Linked DNA regions of Mus musculus: region 2 is linked to region 1. Evidence: chromatin contacts called from public HiChIP or PLAC-seq data. All regions are on one chromosome and are shown on one strand. The core of a region is the stretch at or near the end of the contact, and the rest is flanking DNA. Distances in the headings are between cores, read along the strand shown.

Region 1 (6,166 bases), core at 1,829-4,328:
AGCTGGGAGTGCAAGCATGTCCTACCATGCCTGGCTTGACTCCTTATAGATGTTTGTTGTTGCGGAGGGGAGAGGTCTTTCTACATACACAGCCCTGGCTGTCCTGGAACTCACTCTCTAGACCAGGCTGGCCTTGAACTCACAGAGATCTGCCTGCTTCTGCCCCTTAAATGCTGCGATTAAAGGCAGGAGCCACCATTGCCTTGTTCTTTTTAACTTTATTTAATTTTTTTTCTATGTGTACAAGTGTCTGCCTACATATGTGTATATGCACACGTGTGTGCCTGGTATCTTAGGAGACCAGAAGGGGACACGGGATCCCTAGGAACTAGAGTTACAGGTAGTCAAAAATTGCCGTGTGGGTGCTGGGACCCAAACCCAGTTCCTCTGCAAGAAAAAGTGTTCCTAACTGCTGAGGGGTCTCTCCAGCCCTGTGGGCTATTTCTTAATTTCTTTTTAAGAAATACAGGTACTTGAGGGGACATTCTGTCTCACTTTGCTGTTCCTTTGTTTACATATATACAAACACACACACAGTGAAAGAACAAGAAACTAGACAGCAGTTTTTTCTGCTGCCCCCAGAGACTCTCCCACTCACAACGGAACTCAGAGGATCCCTCCAGCTTGAGCAGTTCAGGGATGGAGGTGAGACTCTGGGGTCTTGCATCTGACCCTGCAGCAGCGATGAATGGGCTCTGAACTAGGACAGATCCTTGGCTGCCTGCTGGGTAGAGACCTCAGCTCTCAGGGAAGAACTTCCCATCCTACCTTTCAGTGGACCATCCTGTCTTCCTCCTCCCCTGCCCTCTCCTCACACAAGCCATCTGGAGAGTCAGTTGTTGGGGAACTTTGATCTCTTTATCTGGAAGGCAGGAAGATGGACCTGTGGAGCCAGAGGGCTGTGAGCAAATGCTTTGCACTTTTCTAGCAGTTCCTGTTAAGTGGGGCCTTCCCATAGGAAGGCTGCAGGGGAAAGGGCAAAGGGTGGGTGGATGGGCGAGGGGGAGGTCTTTGGAAGGAACTAGCACAAAGGGTTTGGAAAAATACACCCTAGAAGCATAACCCTGCATAGGCTGAGCGCTTATTTACTGCATCAGTGAAAAGACCCTTAAGGCTAAGGATACAGCTGGTTCCAGGCCCCGGCCTTGTCCTCAGCCCCCGGCCTTGTCCTCAGCCCCATAACTCCAGTACTGAAGAGGCAGAGGCAGAATGATGAGGAGTTCAAGATCACCCTTGCTTACAAAGTTCAAGGTCAGTTTCTTATACAGGAGACTAACAGAAGCAAACATCCCCGCCCCCGTGTATGTGGGTGTTTTGCTGGTATGTATATCTGCTCACCAGAAGAAGGTCCTTGGAACTGGAGTTATAGACCCTTGTGTGAGCATCCATGTGAGAACAGAACCAAGGTCCTCTAGAACAGCAGCACATCTTTCTTTCTTTCTTTTCCTCCTCCCCCTCCTCCTTGTCTTCCTCTTCCTCCCTCCCCTCTTCCTCCTCCTCCCCTTGCCTCCTCTCTTCTTCTTCCTCTTCCTCCTCTTCCTCTTCTTCTTTTTGGAGACAGGATTTCTCTGTATAGTCCTGGCTGTCCTGGAACTCTCTCTCTGTAGACCAGGCTAGCCTCCAACTTGGAGAGCTATCTACCTTAGCTCCCCAGTGCTAAGATTAAAGGCGTGTACTACCATACCATGCCTGGCTTGTAAGAAGTGTTTTTACCCACTGAGTCACCTCTCCAGCCCTCAATAAATATTTGGCTGGGGCTGAGGGTGTATTAAATGGTACTTTGAGTAGCATGCACAAGGTGTTGGGTTCTATCCCTAACACGGAATGCGGAATGCATACATATATACATACATACATACATACATACATACATACATACATACATACATACATACATTAATTTACCAGGGGTGGTGGCACTCAGGAGGCAGAAACAGGTAGATCTCTATGAATTTGAGGCCAGCCTGGTCTACAAACTAAGACCCTGTCTTAACCCCTGCTCCTCACCACCACCACTCTCCCCGCCCCCAACACCCCACCACCACCACCACCAAAAGAAAAAGCTGAGGAGCTCAGGGTGATAGCTCATGCTTGTTATCCCAACACACTTCAGAGGTTGAGGCTGGAGGCTTGACATGTGTTTCAGACTAGCCTAGAATACAGTGAGTCCTGACTTAATGTTTGCAAGACCATGAGTTCCACCCCTAGCACAGCCAAAAATTAAACCAAAACCAAACAAAACCCTGCCAAACGACAAGTAACAAATCAACTTCATGAGTGAGCCATGCCTGTGTTAAACGACAAGTAACAAATCAACTTCATGAGTGAGCCATGCCTGTGTTAAAGTCCAGGAAATTAACGATCATGGTAGAGCTTTTCCAAAGCTATACAGTTTGCCATGAAAACAAAGATTCAAAAGTGCTTTGGTACCTGCCATGGAGGTCCACGCTGTTAACTCCAGCATCCAGGGGAGTTCAAGGCCAGCCTCAGCTACACAGGGGGCTCTGAATTAGCTTGGCCTTCATGAGACCCGTATTTTGTTTTGTTTTGTTTTTTGTTGTTTTTGTTTTGTTTTGGAACAAGGCCTGGTGGCTCAAGCCTGGAATCCCAGTGTGTGGGAGATGAAGGCAGGAAGATCACAAGTCAAAGTCGCCTTTGGTTGAAGAGTTCAGACGCAGCCTGACAAATGGGTCGCTGTCAGAAAGAAAAAGTTCCGGAGAAAGAAAAGAGAGTGTGCTCTGGAGTTGGGGCGCTGCCTGTCATACCTGCACCCATGAAGGCTGGCCTGGGATGGGTTACAAAGCCAGACTCTGAGTAAAACGTAAAACTAAAATCAAGCCACGCAAAACACTACTTGGGTATAAAAAGAGTTAAAATGTCAAGTCCGAAGTGTACTCCCCCACCCCCCACCCCGACTCAACCCCCACGCCTCCCAAGGCTGTTTGGAGTGGTTTCCTCTCGCTTGTTTTGTGTGGCTTAGTGTTTTGTTTGATTTTCAGGGCTAGGAAGCTACTCTGCCCACCAAGACCAAGAGCTACGTTTTGGAAGGACACTGGGGTGGCTCAGAGGTCAAGAGGAAGAGCTACTACAGCAGACAGGCAGGATCCTGGGCAGCCCGGACCTTCTTTCTAAAACACCGTGGTTTGGATACTGCTGCTGCTGCTGCGCTGGCCACTAGGCTGAGTCTTTGCGTTCAGGTTTCAAATTCCCAAGAGAATCTGACTTGTCCGCCTGGGTCAGGTGTCTACCACCCGGTCTCTTTTCTTCCCCTCCTCCTCTCTACCTCCTCTGTCCTCTTCTCTCCTTTCCTCTCCTCTCTTCCTCTCCTCCCTCTCCTCTTCTCTCTTCCTTTCTCCGCCCCACCCCCCTTACCGTTCTAATGCATTCCAGGCTGACTTCCCTTTCTTACTTACTCCTTTAGTAGCCCAGGATGACCTTGAACTTGTGATCCTCCTGCCGCTAACTCCCTGGAGCTGAAATCACTGGGCATGTCCCACCAAGCCCAGTTTCTGTGTAACTAGGCAAGCCAGACATACCGGGCAAGCGCTGTACAGACTGGGCTCCACCCTGAGCCCAGAGCTCTGCCCTCCTGAGACTTTGAAGGGAAGTACTTTGTGGGCACAGCAATCCCCTGGATGGCTATTTTCTGGTGGAAAAGTTGCCAGGAGTGTCCTGTCACTCAGAAGGGTGAGTGGAAGGGTCACGGCTAGAAATTCATCCTAGAGTTCAGGCTGTTCAATTGGGTTTCATCGCAGTCAGCAGTTACAAAGGAGGTGGGCCAATTCGCAGTGCCCATCACATTGTGTCCCAGAGGAATTAAAACCCTAGTAGTCCATCGGTGAGGGACTGCTCAGGGTGGGGCTGCACCACTCACTCCCTAGGACCCTTAGGGCTCTCCCTAAAGGAAATAAAGGCCACACACAAGATGGGTTAGGGTGCAAAGCTGCTTCCAAAAAGCCTGCCTCAGATCCATCCCTGGGCCTCAGGCAGTGGAACAGAACCGGCTGGTGCAAGTTAAGCTCTCTCCTCTGTTTCCTATACACACAATACACACATGCAATTCAATGTGTGTATTGTCGCAGCCTGTTGCTTCTACCGTTAGGGGTTTCAACTGCTTCGTTTCTTTCTTTTTGGGGGAGGATGGAAGCAGGATAGAGGGAATTTTTTGTTTTGTTTTGTCTTGAGATAGGGTCTCATGTATCCCAAACTAGCCTTGAATCTGCTATGTAGCTGAAGATAACTGTTTTATGGACTGCTGGGGATGAAGCTCAGGACTTTGTGCTAGGCGAGCACTCTGCCAACTGAGACCTTGAACTCTCTGAGACTACAAGTGTTTGCCCCCTCCCCACCCAACCTGTTTTATTCATCACATCTCTACTTTATTTGAAATTATGTGTGTGTGCTAATGAGTCCAATTGCCCTCAGGCCAAAGAGGGCAGGGCGTTGGCTCATGCGGAGCGGTGTTACAGGAGGTCGTGAGCGCCTCACATAAGTGCCTGGAACTGAACTGAGGTCCTCTGGAAGAGCAATAAACATTCTTACCGTGTGTGTGTGTGTGTGTGTGTGTGTGTGTGTGTGTGTGTGTGTGTGTGTGTTGTCTCTCCCCTTGAGTAACCTTCTCCTGACCTCTTTGTCACGGTGTTCAGTGAGTGGATAAAGTCACCTGAGGAGTCTCCAGTCTCAGGCTACTGCCAGTCTGTCTATCTGTCCTCCTGCCTCCAGCCAGTCTTCATGTATCTGTAAGGAATGTATCAGGTTAGTTTCTTTGGCCAGGGTAATAATGTTCCTTTTAACTGAGCTCTTGACTACAAGAATAGCCAAGCTGGAGCACATTCTGGTGAAGGTTTCCCAAGTCAAAGCAAACCCCAGGGCTAGGGGCAAGAGCCCCTCCCCCTGCCTCCTCACAGGGAACCTCGGGATTAAAACCACTGCTTGGGCTCTGGCCTGTTACCTGGCAATCAAAGGTTAGTTCAGCCAGAGTGGCCCGTGCCTCTACAGATCTGAGCTCTCCATCACCCCTTTACCATGGGAAACGCCTGAAGGAAAAAAAACAGACTGGAAGCAGCAAGATCCCAAGAGAATCTGCCTCCTTACAGAGGTGGTAGAGGCATGTGTGTGTGTGGGCCTCCTTACAGAGGTGGTGGGTATAGGAGAGCTCCTTACAGAGGTAGTGGACATGTGGGGGCTGGGGGGCTCCTTACAGAGGTGGTGGGTATGTGGGGGGAGAGGGCCTCCTTACAGAGGTGGAGGGCATGTGTGTGTGTGTCTTCTTACAGAGGTGGAGGGCATGTGTGTGTGTGTCTTCTTACAGAGGTGGTGGGCATGTGTGTGTGAGGGGCTCCTTACAGAGGTGGTGGGTATGTGGGGGTAGGGGGCCTCCTTACAGAGGTGGTGGGTATGTGGGGGAAGAGAGCCTCCTTAGAGAGGTGGAGGGCATGTGTGTGTGTCTTCTTACAGAGGTGGAGGGCATATGTGTGTGTGTGGCTCCTTACAGAGATGGTGGGCATGTGTGTGTGAGGGGCTCCTTACAGAGGTGGTGGGTATGTGGGGGGAAAGAGCCTCCTTACAGAGGTGGAGGGCGTGTGTGTGTGTGTGTGTGTATCTCCTTACAGAGGTGGTGGGTATGGGGGAGCTCCTTACAGAGGTGGTGGGCATGAGGTAGTGGTGGGAAGGTGGATGTATGGGGCACGATAAGCACCGTGACCAACAAAGCTTACTCACTAGCTATTCTTGCAGAGGACTCTGGTTTGATTCCTAGCACTCACATGGTGACTGACCTACAACCCTCTGTAACTCCAGTTCCAAAGGATCTGATGCCCTCTTCTGGCCTCTAAAGGCAATGCATGCATGTGACACAAGCAAAACACACAAACACACACATACACTTTTGTTTCTTTTTTGTTTGTTTTTTCTTTTTTTTTTTTTTTTTGAAACAGGGCCTCACTATGTCGTCCTGGTTGTCCTAGAACTCTGTAGACCAAGAGCCGGGCGTGGTGGCGCACGCCTTTAATCCCAGCACTCGGGAGGCAGAGGCAGGCAGATTTCTGAGTTCGAGGTCAGCCTGGTCTACAGAGTGAGTTCCAGGACAGCCAGGGCTACACAGAGAAACCCTGCCTCGAAAAACCAAAAAAAAAAAAAAAAAAAAAAAAGAACTCTGTAGACCAGG
Region 2 (6,797 bases), core at 2,916-5,415, 210 kb before region 1:
CACATGGAGTTTTTATAATTCTTACTTCCTGCCAAAGCTTTACTAATTATACTTTCAGGGCTGGAGAAATGGCTCAGTGGTTTAAGAGTACTGTCAGTTCTTCCAAAGGACCAGGGTTCAATTCCCAGCACCCACATGGCAGCTCTCAACTGTCTGTAACTCCAGTTTCACGGAATCTGACATATTCATACCAGTGCACATAAAATAAAGTGAAATCAGTTTTTAAAGTAGTTAAACTTTCTTGCAGCTGCTTGTAAAATAGAAATTTTAACTATTATCTAGGCTAGAGATTGAGCTCCATCAGTAGAGTGCTTTCCTGGCATATACAAAGCCTTGGGTTCAGTTCCTAGCCCCAGTTAGTCCAGTGGTTCTCAACCTCCTTCCTGCTGTGACCCTTTTATACAGTTGCTTGTGTTGTGGTGACTCCCAACCATAAAGTTCTTTCTATTGCTGCTTTACAATTGTTATTTTGCTAGTGTTAAGAGTTATAACGTCAGTGTCTTTGGAGATAGTGGTTTGCTGAAGGGGTCATGACCCACAGGTTGAGAACCACTGACTTAAAAACTGAGTATGGTGGCACAGGCCTGTAGTCCAGCACTTCACAGGTTGGTCATGTTTGTCCTCAGCTACATATTAAGTTCAAGGCCAGCCTGGCTACATGAGACCCCCATCTCAAAAAGAAAGTTACTTTTAAAGATAGGACTATTTGAAAATACTACCACAAAGCAATGAAGTCTTACAACACTTTGTTTTGCTTTGTCTTCTAACTAGTGGATGTTCCTTCAGCTGGTGCCTTCCTGGAATGGGTCTTTAAAGCAGCTTTTGACAGAAACAGATGTCTGGTTTTCAAAGTGGAAAAAAGGTACATTGAAACTTTTTTATTGATATCCCCCCCCATACACACACCTGCGCGCACACACACACACACACACACACACCTTCTTTTAATGATGTTTCTTACAGTCAGGCCTTGGCCTGATTTTAGAGCTGAAAAACAATTGAGCAATTTCCTACCTCAGCCTTTTACAGCCTTTTACAGCAGTCAGTGCTGGAGAAGGAAATGTCCCACATCCTAACTCTCAGAACTACTGTTCTGTTTGTCATAAGTTCATCGTGGGAATTATACGATATCCTCTGATAAGCTAGCCCCATCTCTCAACCAGTGAATCTTGATGGGGTCTGCAGGCTACTTCTGTGCATCACTAACTGGGAAGTAGATGCAGAGGTCATATGTGGCATGCACTGCATGGTGTGTAAGGAGCCCTTCCAGGGGCTGGAGACATGGCTCAGTACAAGTTGGGACTTAGGAGTGTGTACTGCTCTTGAAGATGATGTAAATTCAGTTCCCAGTGCCCATATCAGGCAGCTCAAAACTGCATGTAGTCTCCATCACTGATGTAAGTTAGAAGGCTGAATAGCTGTCCCTGTCCTGGTCAACATGTGAAGACCCTGACATAGCCTCTGGGTTCCTTGGGAAGGGATTCTAGAGACAGAGTCTCATACAAGTCACTTCCTCAAGTATACCTCTCTTACCATGCTGTCCCGTAAGAGCAATCACAAAAATAAAAGGACAGCTGAAGTCCCAACCTAAGGACATAATTATTACTAAAATTAATTTGAGAGATCTATCAAAGTTCCTGTAAGTTTCCTCAAATCTTAGATTCATTCTAAGAGTGTTGAAATCCTTGGAAATGGCTTACTTACATTCTAGCAAACTGTGTCTATGACTATCCATAGAAGCATTTAGTAAAACAGCACATTTGACAAGAATGCTGTTTAATTAAAACTTTCTTAATAGACTTTGAAGGGACGACTTTCCTTGAAACTGAGCAGGGAAAACCATTTGCGCCCGTGTTCAGACATTTAAGGCTACAGTACATTATCAGTGATCTGGCTTCTGCAAGGATCATTGAGCAGGATTCTCTGGTACCTTCAGGTAAGAAAACCTGATGTGTTTTGTGATTTAAAGTCATGTTTTTCTGATTGTAGCATTTCATACTTGCATAGGGAAGAAAAGTAAAGAAACCAGGAAGTCCTCTTTGATCCCTTAAGGTAAGTGTCTTTATGCCCAAGAGATGGGCATGTGAATACTCTTCCTGTGCTCACCTCTCATCCTGATTTATCTCCCTTATCATATTTCAGTGTTAAAGTGCTTGCCACCATAGTTAAGTGGCTAAGAAGCATTTTGCAATAGGATATTTGTTTTTCTTTTCTGTATGAATCAAACTGCCTCAGCTGCATGCTAGGCCCTGCTGGTAAGCTGTAGTCAGCCCCAGCTTGAAGCAGTTCATCTGCTACTTCTCCTTCCCAAGTGCCGCCGTCAGGGTGTGCAACCACACACTTGGCTCTGGGTATTGTCAGGTTGGTTAACCAGTGAGCTGCTTTGGATAACAGCCTGACAAGTGAGTTTTGATATTTTTTTAAAATTACAGCTATAGCTTTTTCTGTTAGTTTTCTTTAAATTTGCTTAGTTTCTGGTTTTTCTTATTCTGAATTCTTAAACATGTTCCATCAAATACATCTGCTTGATATAATTCAAATTTCTTGAACAAGTACTAATTTATTTTTGTAAATCTGTTGTATTTGTGACAAGTTGCATTTAGTAGTATATAAGCTCATTAGTGCATTTGCCTAACATGTTCAAGATTCTGAGTTTGATGCAAAGTGCAGCAAAAAGAAAGGAAGAAAGAAAGCCTATAGTAGTTTTAGTGTGTGGTAAACATCAGGCAGGTTATAGATATTATGTAAATTAGATGCCACAGGACATGTGTCCTTCGGATCAAACTTTGGTTGAAGCTGTCTAAAGATGTATTTAATTATGTATAGGATGTGTCTTTATGTATTTGAGTGCAGGCCCTGCGTGTCCATGGACGTTGGGTTCTCTAGAAATGAAGTTACAGATGGGTGGTTAGGAGCTGTCTGATGTGGCCAGGGAACCAAACTTGGGTCCTCTGGAATAGCAGCAGGTGCTCTTACACAGAGCCAACTCCCCAGCCCCATCTTAAAGGATATAAAATTTGGAAAAAAACAGTCTGTTATATACATTAGGTGTGTCTGGTACAAGTGGACACGTTTTGTGTCTCTGGAAGGCAAAACTGTATTAACATCTGGAGTCTAAAGAAGTTTATTTGGTATAAAAATTTTTTAAAAATTCTGTCCAGATTTCAGGGTTTGTTTGTTTGTTTGTTTGTTTTGCTTTGTGATTTGAAATGATATAATATGAGAAGACTTGAAACAAATTAATTCCATCTTATAAATGTAGACAATTTTCTGTGTATTCAAAAATTTTAGCTTAAAAAGCAAAATATAAGTTAAAATTAAATGTCACACTTTTGTGAGGAGACAGAAAGTGCTACACGGCTCACATTATAAACACAGATTGGTGTGTGCTCTCAGAAGGAAACTGAGGAGTAGAGATGTAAGTCACAGGCAGAGCTCCTGAGTGCCACTCACAGAGCCCAGGTGGCAGGGCGGGCGGGCAGGGGCCGTCTTCATTTTAGGCACAGTTGAAGTTCATTATTTCATGAAATTAGATTTGTCCTAGGTCATCTCATCAGACATCTTATTCCACATCTTCCCTTACTCCTCCGCTTGCTTCCCATCTTAGCACCATGCTTTTCTAACCTTGGCTTGTTTGGTTTGGTTTGGTTTGGGTTTTTTGTTTGTTTGTTTTTTCTTTATGGAGTCAGAGTCAACAAAATCTCAAAGTCTTCTGTGCCCTCCGTGCATTTATTTAACTGTACTGAAAGACACTGAAAGAGAACCTTACCTTTCACCCTGCTGACCTAGACAAGGAGGTCAAGACTGTCCCAGTGCTGGCCCCCAGTGTCCTTTCTAGTACTGCTTGTGGTCTAACCCTTGATCCTTCCTCCATATCATAGGATTGGATGTCTGACTCACCCTCTTCCCTCCCCAGTCAGCTTATGTATATACCTGCCTTCTCATTAGTTGACCTCAGCCCTGGGAACATTTTTCTTTGCAGCCATGGAAATACCGTTAACCTTGTTCGGGAGACTTGCTCAGCATCAGACGTCTGGTGTATTGTGGCTGTTCTCTCTCCTGCCATGCAAAGCCACATTCCCTTGGCACAGTCCTGTCTCCTCAGCCCTCTCTCTGCTCTCCACTGGTCTTTGGAACCTCTCCTGTCTTCTCAGCTCCTGGCAGTCTTAAGTTTCATGTAGATGCTGATAAGGGACACACAGTTACCCTTCCATTGGGTAAAGTCCAAACCAGTAAGACCTTCTTTGTTCTACACCATTGCCTGTGTACTCCTGCTGCAGAGCTCTCTACAACCCAAAAGATGGTGTGTTTACCAGAATGAAGTGTTGTGACAGAGAACTTAATAAGTGAAAAATCCATTAAGTTTACCAATATAGAACTTTATTAAACACTGAAAACAGCCAGGGTGGCACACTCTTTGGAGGCAAAGGCAGGTCTGTGAGTTCAGGGCCAGCCTGGTATACAGAGAGAGTTCTAGGACAGCCTGGTCTATAGAGTTGGTTCTAGGACAGAAACCCTGTCTCAAGCAAAGGAAGACAAAACAAAAGTGAAAACACTGTTAGGAATAATGCTCACAAATGGAAATCAGTGTGCGCTGTGAGGAGAAAATGGAAGCGCCAGGCAGCATAGGCTTTTACTTCTCTTTTGGAAAGGAGGTCATTCTTAAGTCTGAGAGAAAGCTCAAAGGCCTTTACCATGGTAAAGAGCTGAGAGTCACATTGTTAACAACCTGCTTTGTAAATTGCTGTTTTAAATATAAATTTAGAAATAAGGGCCGGGCGGTAGTGGCGCACGCCTTTGATCCCAGCACTTGGGAGGCAGAGGCAGGCAGATTTCTGAGTTCGAAGCCAGTCTGGTCTACAGAGTGAGTTCCAGGACAGTCAGGGCTACACAGAGAAACCCTGTCTCAAAAAAAAACAAAAACACAAAAATGAAATAAGTTTTGTCAACTAGTTATCAATTGACATTTCTGTTTTAGAATGGCTGGCGGCAGTGTATAAACAGCAGTGGCTGGCTATGCTACGGGCTGAACAAGACAGTGAAGTGGGGTGAGTATGCTACATCATAGTACTGGCTTGGTAGTGTGGGGGCTTGAACCTTCACCCTAGCACGTGCTAGGCTGACACCTCTAGCAGAGTCTCCAATCCAAAATAAATAAGTAAACCTTGCTAAGAATATTTCTATTTCTATTTATTATACATTATATTTATATTGTATTTAGTGGAGCCACTTAGGAATAACTAACAAAATAGGTAGACAAGAGGACTAGATGGAAAAGCTTCAAAATACTGGACAGTTTTTAGCCGGGCAGTGGTGGTGCACGCCTTTAATCCCAGCACTTGGGAGGCAGAGGCAGGCGGATTTCTGAGTTCAAGGCCAGCCTGGTCTACAAAGTGAGTTCCAGGACAGCCAGGGCTATACAGAGAAACCCTGTCACGAAAAAAGAAAAAAAAAAAAACCTTGGCAGTTTTCAGAAAGCCTGTGAGCATGAACCCTGGCCCACAGGAAGCTTTCCAGGCAGAGCCTCTGCAGACAGAAAGCTGCAGCTGCTTGCTGCCCTCAGAATTCTGCCTGTTGGCCTCAAGTGCTGCTGTTGTCTGGGCCTCAAGTGCTGCTGTTGTCTGGCACGCAGCAGACAGGATTCTAGATGGCAGTGTTTTCATCTCATCTGACTGCCATGACTTTTTAAACTGATACATTTAGAAGGTGTGATTTTTATATTTATGTACGACAAAGCTCATCTTCATAGTGTGGTATGTGGCAGTATTATGGTTACTACATAGATTTTGAAGGTATTTCCATTATGCTTACAGCTGCACAAAAGAAGCTTAAGAAGAAGGGTTGGGTGGGTTTGCTTGTTTGTTTGTTTGTTTTCTCCACTCTCTTTTAACTCATTTTACACAAAGAATTCCCCGAAAATAATAGCCTGTTGTAAGTTTCTGTCTAAACAGCAGATATATGAAAGTGTCCTAGAAATTAACAAGACATTTTTTTGTTTTGGTTTTGGTTTGGTTTTGGTTTGGTTTTTTGGGATGGGATCTCACAGCAAGGTGATGGTAACTCATGCCTTAATCTCAGCACTCTCTGTGAGCTTGAGGCCAGCCTGCTCTATAGAGTGAGTTCCAAGATAGCCAGGGCTGCATAGAGAAACTCTGTCTCAAGTTCTCCCCACAAAAAAAAGGACAGACAGGCAGACAGACAGACTGGGTCTCTCTATCTACCTCTGGCTAAAGACAGCCCCTCAATTTTACAGACAAATAAAGAAACAGAAAATGAGTCAGTTATTTAGTGAAAATGAGATCTGAAGTGCTGGTATCAGGTAGTGGATGGTGACTGTGGTACTGAGTATTGGCTTTAAGTTTAGGATGTTCTTTGTTGAGGGTTGTTGTTTTTTTTTTTCTACTTTGTCCTATCTCACTTAGCCAAGAGACATCTTCTATAAGTGTCTTGTTTGCTTGACGTGGGGAATATGTGTGTCAGCTGGGGCATAGCTGAGGGTCAACTACTAACCTATCTGCAGGATGTCCTAGGCCCTAGCACTACATGCAGTTTATACTGTGTGCCTGCATAGCCATGTTCTTTCCGCCCAGTATCTGCTCCAGTTGCAGGCTGCCAAAGTGTAAGGACTTTGTCTTAGGATCCTGTAAAGCCTCCTTCAAGGGCTTCTCCCAGACTGAAGAGGATTATTTTTCTAAAACAGAAATGCAGTGTGTCACTTCTGCCTGAAGGCAAAAACAGACAATACCATCTGATGGTACTGAGTTGTTCTTCCCAGATACAGAAGCTTGGTAATGGGA

What was found. HiChIP or PLAC-seq counts read pairs in DNA pulled down with a chosen protein or histone mark.
Region 2: an H3K4me3 HiChIP or PLAC-seq map of intestinal villus epithelium shows a contact between it and region 1, with 5 read pairs. The contact joins two enhancer-like sites. A contact is called at or near these places in 7 of 115 datasets of contacts at active chromatin or transcription factors (acute myeloid leukemia, bone marrow-derived macrophages, embryonic basal ganglia and 3 more) and 3 of 9 other capture datasets (adipose tissue, embryonic stem cells and liver).

What each region holds. Positions count from the first base shown.
Region 1 is chr6:86,494,608-86,500,773 of GRCm38.p6, reverse strand. Gm52866 (a long non-coding RNA gene) reads left to right here and starts at 139. Exons shown (of 2, transcript XR_003956324.1): 1 at 139-1,251; 2 at 3,000-5,041. Within about 2 kb of position 3,078, at least 148 of the 459 cell types and tissues checked have an H3K27ac peak or open chromatin away from gene starts, as enhancers often do. A contact at or near this core is called in intestinal villus epithelium, where this site is marked.
Region 2 is chr6:86,705,654-86,712,450 of GRCm38.p6, reverse strand. Gmcl1 (germ cell-less, spermatogenesis associated 1) reads left to right here. Exons shown (of 14, transcript NM_011818.3): 8 at 772-862; 9 at 1,799-1,936; 10 at 4,979-5,048. Among named protein-coding and RNA genes, the nearest start is that of Gmcl1, 24 kb to the left of the region's middle. Within about 2 kb of position 4,165, at least 10 of the 459 cell types and tissues checked have an H3K27ac peak or open chromatin away from gene starts, as enhancers often do. A contact at or near this core is called in intestinal villus epithelium, where this site is marked.